Linked DNA regions of Sus scrofa: region 2 is linked to region 1. A link is a contact called in public HiChIP or PLAC-seq data. All regions are on one chromosome and are shown on one strand. Each heading gives the region's core, a stretch centred on a gene start, on an enhancer-like site or on the middle of the called end of the contact. The rest is flanking DNA. Distances are from core to core; before and after follow the strand shown. Region 1 has its middle 130 kb from the start of TLE3. Region 2 overlaps LOC110262000 (a long non-coding RNA gene).

Region 1 (4,361 bases), core at 377-2,876:
GGCTTTTCACAGTTTTGAGCTTCAGGTTATACTTTTGAAAACGGGAATAATAGCAATATCAGGCTTGCCTTCCTCACAGAGATTGGGAGATGGGCGAAGGGGATGGGAGTCATCTATGAATAAAAAGAGTGGCATAAATTTAAGTTGCTATTAGCTCATGGAAGAGAACCCTCTAATTTGGCAGATGAGCAAATAAAACCGATAGATGGGAAGCAATTTTAGCCCAAGGTTATCCAGAAAACCTCCAGCCTCTTGGCTACTGGGTCCCATTTTCTTTCCAGGCCCTGTTACTCCGCAGCCTGCAAACGGCCAGGGCTGCAGTGCTGGGGGCAGAGCAGTGAGAATTCGGAAGAGGCAGAGATGGCATAAATAATTCAGTGATTGCCGACCACGGGCCATTAAATTTTCCATGATCTGTTTTATTGTATCTGCTCTGCAGCGTTACTCACTTCCAGTTCAGATGCAAAGCAGGCATTTCGCTCTGCCTGCAAGCGCTGGCCTCTGCTCCCCTCTCAGGGATCCAAGAGCACGGAACCTCTGGTGCTGGGCCCAGCTGGGCCTCTGTCTCAAAAGGTGGTCGAACAGAGTTTCACATCACTGAGGCCTGAGGGTTGATTCTCTCTTCTCTTCATCCTGGGAGTCACTGAAGCATCAGTGGAAGGTGACTCTCAACTTTATGATCCACTCACCAATGACCTCAACTTAAGATTCTTGCTGTTGTCACTAGTGATCAACAATACAGTGGGTTGGATGGGAGAGAGGTTTAAAGGAGTCATTTGTTCCATGTAAGCATTAAAGGGCACCATCATTTTTGTAACTCTGTTTTGGCATTTTTACATTTCTTTATATACTGGGAGTGTCAAAATCAGGCCTTGGTTTTGGCCTTTTTTTTTTTTTTTTTTTTTTTTAGGGCTGCACCCATGGCATATGGAGGTCCTCAGGCTAGGGGTCCAGTTGGAGCCACAGCTGCTGGCCTATGCCACAGCCACAGCAATGCATGATCCGAGCCGTGTCTGTGACCTACACCACAGCTCACAGCAATGCCGGATCCTTAACCCACTGAGTGAGGCCAGGGATCAAACCCATAACCTCATGGTTACTAGTCAGATTTGTTCCCGCTGTGTCATGACGGGAACTCTGGTTTTGGCCTCTTATAACTTCCAGGAAACTTTATGGATTTTCAACTCTAAGGTCATGTTATAGAGAATCCTAAAATTGTGGGGACTCCCTTATAGATGAAGAAACATAGGCTCAGAGAAGGAGGTGGTCTTGGGCAGCAAAACAGCCAGCTGGTGTCAGGTGAGCCCAGGGCAGGTGTGGGGACTTTTGGACCAGAGCCCTTCCCAGGGTCTGGATCTTGGGAGGGAGAACTTCCCCACCCTGATCACTGGGTCATCATTTCTGTTCCTCAGGGTCATTGCGGCTTCTCAGATCTGTCCATAGAGCCGCTCACTTTCCTAGTGTCCTGAAAACCATACAGTTTCCTGAGATGGTATTTCCAAGTGTGCCTCCCACCCACATCAAGGCAGAGGGCAAAAAAGAAGAACCAGGTACTGCAAGAGAGATTTTTCCCCCCTGGCTGTGGTTCAGGAGGCTTGGCCAATGGGCATGGCCTCATCTTCCCCATTCTACTCACTGACATGATACCAGGGGACAGGATAGTGCATGAAGCCACAGGCTAGAAGGAAGAGAACATGAATGGCTTAAGAATTCCCAGTGATCAGTGAAGTGTGGTAGAAAGAATACAAGATGCGTATCTGAAGGGCTGGCTCCAAATTCCAGATTTATGGCTTATCAGTTATGTCTGTAAGAGAAATCATATGTCTTCTCTGAGCCTCACATGTCCTCACATGTGAAGGAGGAATGCCAAATCTGAACCCATGGGATTTTTGTGCAGCTCTATAGTAGTGACAGTGTTCTATTTCTTTTTATAGCCGCACCCAAGGCATATGGAAGTTCTCAGGCTAGGGGTTGAATCAGAGCTGCAGCTGCTGGCCTATGCCACAGCCACAGCAATGCCAGATCCAAGCCATGTCTGCGACCTATACCAATAGCTCATGGAAATGCTGGATCCTTTAACCCACTGAGCGAGGCCAGGGATCAAACCTGCATCCTCATGGATACTCGTTGGGTTCTTAACCTGCTAAGCCATGATGAGAACTCCACTAATGACAGTTTTGAGTTGCCAAAGTCCCATCGGCATCTCCATCAGTTAATATCTAACAAACCACTCCAAACAAAACGTGATGGCTTGAAACATTCATTCATTGTCACTCAAGACCCTACAAGTTTCATGGGTGCTCATCTCATTTGAGGTTGGGTAGATCTCCTGATGTAGGCTGGGTGCCCTAACATGTGTGGGGCTACCTGCTTATGAACTGATCTGGGGTGGAATGCCTCAGCTCTCTCACCCTCCAGCAGGCTAGCTTCAGCTAGTTCATGTGGCAGGTACCCCTTAACATAAGGCCTGTTGAGGGTTGAACTTGAAACCCACACACTGTCACTTCCACCACATCCTGTTGGCCAAAGCAAGTCACAAGGCCAGCTCAGATTCAGGGTGGGGGTGGAGATTGGATCCACTTCTTGATGGGAGGGGCTATGAAGTCACATTGCAAAGAATGTGGATACAGGGAAGAGGGCAGGATTGTGGCCAGCTATACAATTAAATCTACACAATCCTCAGGTTCACCTTCTTCTTAAGCAAGTTCAAGATGGACTGAAATAGTCACAGAATGACAGTGCTGAGTGTGCTTTTCAAGACAGGGCAAGTGGCTTGTCCAAGGCCTCAGAGCTGGTGAGTGGCAGAGTTGGTGTGAGAACCCAGGACTTTTACAGTCAAGTACCATATGTCAAAACCAGCTTTGGTCCTGTTTCTTCTACTGAATTTTCTCTGTGGAAAACCCAATAGATGGTGATTGGGGTGTTCACTTTTATGTTCCTCTTTTTTTATGTTGCAATATTAAAGGTCAAGGAGGGCCTGACATTAGACTTCCTGGCTCTCCCTTCTAGAAGGAAATCCTAAGGAAGAAAGGCCCCAGAACAAGGAGTCTTGAAGCACTCCACCCCTGTAACTTTCTTCCTCCTTTTAGAGAAGCACATGGTGAATTTTGCCTCTTGTCCCCAGGCTTCTCAAGCCTGTATTACTACCCTAAGTGAAGAAAGAACCTCCTCTTCTGTCATCAAAACAACCGCTCCAGTCTCCTAACTGGCCTTCTTGCCTTCAGATTCACCGCCTACTCTGCTGTCCCAAGTCCATCTTGCCAATGGTGCCTGAGTGCCTTTCAGATACTTGGCTCTGATTGTGACATTGCATTGGGAGGAATATTTTCTAGAAGCGTGTGTTCTTAGGCTTGGGAGCTTGAGGTTAGGTAAATCCAGGTTGGAATCGAGCCTCTGACACTTACTAGAGCTGAGTGCATTTGGACCAACTACTGAAATGCTCTGAGCCTCCATTTCTTCATATGTGATACAGGCTTTCCAACATCTCACCAGATTAGGTAAACATTGGAGGTGGTAAAAGGAATGTGATGTCTTAGCAAAGCCATTGGTACCTAGCAGGTGCTCAAGAAATACTAAGTGATTTTTTTTTTTTTTTTTTGTCTTTTTGCCATTTCTTGAGCCGCTCCTGTGGCATATGGAGGTTCCCAGACTAGGGGTCGAATTGGAAGTGTAGCCGCTGGCCTACGCCAGAGCCACAGCAACTCGGGATCTGAGTTGTGTCTGCAACCTACACCACATCTCATGGCAACTCCAAATCCTTAGCCCACTGAGCAAGGCCAGGGATCGAACCCGAAACCTCATAGTTCCTAGTCGGATTCGTTAACCACTGCACCACCACGGGAACTCCAAGAAATGCTAAGTGATTTTACTACTACGGCTGTCCTCCTTTCATGGCTCCCCAGGGCTGTGAGAGCCAGACAGGCAGCCTGACGTCCAAGGCTCTCCAGGAGGCCCCAGCTGCCTTTCTAATCTTACTGTCACCTTCACCACGGTGTGAGCCCTCTGTGTACCTCTACTCTAATTTAATGAATTCCTCATTGTATCCTGAAGACAGCATTCACCTTCCCATCCCAAAAGCTTTGTTCACACCATCCTACCTCTCCCCAGAGGTTTTTTTTTTTTTTTTTTTGGTCTTTTTGCGATTTCTTGAGCCGCTCCTGCGGCATATGGAGGTTCCCAGGCTAGGGGTCCAATCGGAGCTGTAGCCTCCAGCCTACGCCAGAGCCACAGCAACGTGGGATCTGAGCCGAGTCTGTGACCTACACCACAGCTCACAGCAATGCCAGATCATAAACCCACTGAGCAAGGCCAGGGATCGAACCCGCAACCTCATGGTTCCTAGTCGGATTCATTAACCAATG
Region 2 (4,214 bases), core at 97-2,596, 220 kb after region 1:
AGGCTTGGAGGGGCACCGAGGCAGCTCTTTGGAAAACAAGCAGACAGCAGTGAAGGGAACCAAAGCCTCAATTACGCCGGGGACAGAAGCTTTTGAAAAGAGATGGTTTAATGAAAAGGTGCTGTCAAGAGCTAACCATGAACAGGGCAGCCTGTCCTCAGCTGCTTTTCTCTCTGTCCTCGCCCTCCCCTCCTACTCAGGAGCCAGCACTGCAGGGCCCAGGGCCTGAGGATTAACCCCTGCAGGGGTGGGAAGGAAGGAACTGCAGGGCCAGGTGCACAGGCCAGCTTCCTGCAGGCTCTGCTTGTTGTCTGAAGTCTGTCTCCTTACCCAGCCTGTGACCCGGGGTTCTGGGCCTATAGTCCCTTGCTCATGTGCCACCCCCACACTCTCATACTGACTGACAGCCCAGGCTTGAAGAAGACAATGCAGTCATGGTATTTTTCTTTTCTTTTCTTTCTTTCTTTTTGGCTGCACCTGTGGCATCCAGAACTTATACAGCCAGGGATAGAACCCTCACCACAGCAGTGACAATGACAGATCCTTAACCCCCTGAGCCACCAGGGAACTCCTAGCCACAGTGTTTTTCAAAAGCATCATTCATTGGTGGTTTTTTTTTTTTTTTTTTCTTTTTTTGCTTTTAGGCCCACACCTACAGCATATGGAGGCTCCCAAGCTAGGGGTCCAATTGGAGCTACGCTATAGCCACAGCAACACAGACTCCGAGCCAAGTCTATGACCTACACCTTAGCTCATGGCAACACCAGATCCTTAACCCACTGAACGAGACCAGAGATCAAACCTGCAACCTCGTATTTACCAGTAGGATTTGTTTTCGCTGTGCCACAACGGGAACTCCTTTTTTTTTTTTTTCCTGCAGCATTCATTGTTTGACAAAGGGGACTTTCAGCATAGATTTAATCTTTATTAAGTCCTTACTTTAGCATGTAATTTCTAATCCAATCTTCGGATCATCATTTGAGTTGCTTACCACATTATTACCATTTTACAGATGGAGCAACTGAGGCACAGGGAGGGGTAGCGACTTCCCTTGATCACACAATGAGTAAGCAACAGAACAAGGATTTGACATAGGTCAGCTGGCTTTAGAACCACCCTCTTACACTTTCCTCCCACTCTAGCCCTCTCTGGTAGCTAAACTGTCGTGGTCAGCCTTCCAGACAGCTCACCTGATGCCTGATTCTTGACCTCACCTTTAACCCTCAGGTACTTCCAATCCATGACTGCTCCCAGACTTGGTTACCCCACCGCTACCCACTCTCCCCAACGCTGAGCTTCCTGGGGCCGGGAGCTGCTGCCACCTATAGGCCTTATGTGCAAAGACACCTGAGCTCTAATAGGATCCCGGGGCAGAAGGGTAGCCTGGGGACCAGCACCAGCTGTGCTCTACCATGTAGCTAAGTGATGACACAGGACTGGGAGGTTTTGTTCTGGAGATTTCTGCATCTGGGCCCTTCTGCAATGACAATCTAGACCCCACAAGGAAAAAAAAAAAAAAAGGAGTGGTGGCCTCTCCAGGGAGGCATCCACAGTGGTGGGAGGTGAGCCCAGAGAAGCCTTACCATTTGGGAGTCGGCCTCCTGGCTCAGTCCTGCCTAAAGACAGGAATTAATTGTGCTCAGAAAGAGTATTCCCTACTTCCGTACTACCTTCCTTTTCTAGCTTGCTAAAGACTTTAATGACTGCTCCATAATCCAGCCGGAGGAAATCCACGAAGCCGTGAAAGTCCCCATGCTTGCAAAAGATGACAGGCTCTTCTCCTCCAAGTAATTGGCAGGGTCTACACAGATCAGGGAGGGATCAAGAGAGCCAAGACCTTTGGGGACAAACAGATTTAGAATCTGCAGACCAAATTCAGACTGAGCAGCAAAGTTAAGCACTGTTGGCTAAGGGACGGGTCTCATCCAAGAGGCTTTATTTCTAGACATGCCGCTGGCTCACTGTGCCAGCCACAGGAGCCACCTCCTTGGGCCTCAGCGATGATGATGTCTGCAAGGGAGGGGCGGGGGAAGAAGAGAGAAAATGGTAGTCACCTTTGCACCGGCAGAGAGGTAGGATAATGCCAGGTGCTTTAGGTCAAATGCCTGCCAAGCTCCCAGGTGGCAAAGAGTATAGCCCTATTTTATCCTTTTTTTGGGGGAGCCACACCTGCGGCATGTGGAAATTCCTAGGCCAAGGATCTAATCAGAGCTGCTGCTGCCAGCCTATGCCACACCCACAGCAACAGCAGACCCAAGCCACATTTGCGACCTATGCCACAACTTGTGAGAATGCCAGGTCCTTAACCCACTGAGCGAGGCCAGGGATTGCACACATAGCCTCGTGGATACTAGTCGGGTTCTTAACCCACTGAGCCACAGTGGGAACTCCAGCATAGCCCTATTTTAAAAAGGCAGAAATGGACTCAGAAAGGTAAACCTGATTTCACACAGCTGGAGTGCAAAGCAGTGACAATGGTAAGGATAACACCAATGTGACAACAGGAGTCAATATCTATGGAGTGTATGCTGTGTTCTGGGCAACGTATTGGCTTTAAACCTTACTAAAAACTCCTTGGTAGGTATTATTATCCTCATTTTACAGGTGACGAAACAGAGCAGAGATCCGTAACTATCATCTAGTGCCAGGAGCCTCACCGTCTTTGCTCTCGTGTCCCAGAACTGTCATGAGGACCCGGGTCCTGGGGAACAGAGAACATGTTCCTCCAGAAGAAAGTGGCCCCTGGGCCTGCCTGTGCTACCTTTCTGGAGAGGGTTCCTCTCCAGCAGCATAGTCACTTAACCCCTGTTGATGGCTTGAAAGCCCAGGGTCTCATGCATGCTTATTATTGTTTTTCCTGTGTCCCCAGAAAGCTAGAATGGGTGGTTTCAGAGGTGCACAGCACAGCTGGGAAAAATCCTAGAAGAAGGGGGAAGGACTGGTTTAGCCATGAATGGGGAATGAATAGGTGAGGGGGAGAATAAATCTGAGATGGACAGTTAAGAATAGAAGGGTTGGGAGTTCCCTTTGTGGCGCAGCAGAAATGAATCCGACTAGGAACCATGAGGTTCCAGGTTCAATCCCTGGCCTTGCTCAGTGGGTTAACGATCCAGTGTTGCTGTGAGCTGTCGTGTAGGTCCCAGATGTGGCTCGGATCTGGCATAGGCCGGCAACAACAGCTCTGATAAGACCCCTAGCCTGGGAACCTCCATATGACGCTGGTGCAGTCCTAAAAAAAAAGAAAAAAGGAGAAAAAAAAAAGAATAGAAGGGTTGGAGAAGGAGGGAGAGACAGAGAGATACAGGCAGACAGGCAAAAAGAATTAGAGATAGAGAGAAAAACAGAGAGAGAGAGAGAGAGAGAGAAACCAAAGCAGAGAGACAGTGAGAGGGAAGAGAGAAAACCAGCGATGATGGGAGAAAACCCTGACAATGTTACTGGAAGGCAAGGGGGTGGACTGGGGGAACCTCAGCCCCACTGGTCCTAGGAGAGGAGCAGAAAGGCTGTTCTGGTCAGGGGACATGCAGACTCATCTCGGGGACTGTCCCCAACTTGATCAACTGCAAGTTGGTGCCTCATGGAGACTGGAGGGGTTCCCAGGGGGGTTCCCTCACGTGGGCAGGGGAGCTGTTGGCTCTTGGAGGTGAGTCAAGGGTCGGAGGCCCCAGGGTATAGATGTCTTTCCCACCTGCCTCTGGCAGCCCAGCCCAGAGTTCAGAAAAAATGAGCCACCGGAGCCCAGGCATCAGATCATTTTCAATGGCAGTCACTCTCCGTGAACCGACAGTATTCCCGGGGGTCCACTGGGCTCTCACCCCAGCCCCCCACAGGCCCTGCCTCCTCCCCACAGATCAGGGCTGAGGGCTTGGGCCATTGTGGGAGGGGGATCAGGCACTCCTCTGCATCAGACTTGGTCCCTGGTCATCTGTTCACAAGTGACTCAGCAGTGGCCCTGCCCTCATGGCTCACCAGCCAACAGGGGCACAAGCACAGGTAACAGTTCACCCAATACACGTGGTCAGTGCTGAGAGAGGCGTGTGGACGTCGCCGGGGAGGATAGGAGAGGCTCCTGCTCATGTGGCTGTCGGGAGGGGCTGGGGAAGAACCGGGCTCTGGAGGACAGAGAGAGGAAGAACATTCCAGCTGGGTGTGGGGCACAAAGGGGAGAGGAACGGGTGGTCTGAGTTAGTGCTAGAGTACAGGATGGATATGTA

What was found. HiChIP or PLAC-seq counts read pairs in DNA pulled down with a chosen protein or histone mark.
Region 2: an H3K27ac HiChIP or PLAC-seq map of alveolar macrophages shows a contact between it and region 1. The contact joins two enhancer-like sites. A contact is called at or near these places in 1 of 47 Hi-C or Micro-C datasets (liver) and 1 of 2 datasets of contacts at active chromatin or transcription factors (alveolar macrophages).

Annotation. Positions count from the first base shown.
Region 1 is chr1:167,982,200-167,986,560 of Sscrofa11.1, forward strand. No RefSeq gene overlaps it. Among named protein-coding and RNA genes, the nearest start is that of TLE3, 130 kb to the left of the region's middle. Within about 2 kb of position 1,627, at least 1 of the 83 cell types and tissues checked has an H3K27ac peak or open chromatin away from gene starts, as enhancers often do. A contact at or near this core is called in alveolar macrophages, where this site is marked.
Region 2 is chr1:168,203,810-168,208,023 of Sscrofa11.1, forward strand. All of the region lies in intron 1 of LOC110262000 (a long non-coding RNA gene), which reads right to left. Among named protein-coding and RNA genes, the nearest start is that of UACA, 250 kb to the right of the region's middle. Within about 2 kb of position 1,347, at least 3 of the 83 cell types and tissues checked have an H3K27ac peak or open chromatin away from gene starts, as enhancers often do. A contact at or near this core is called in alveolar macrophages, where this site is marked.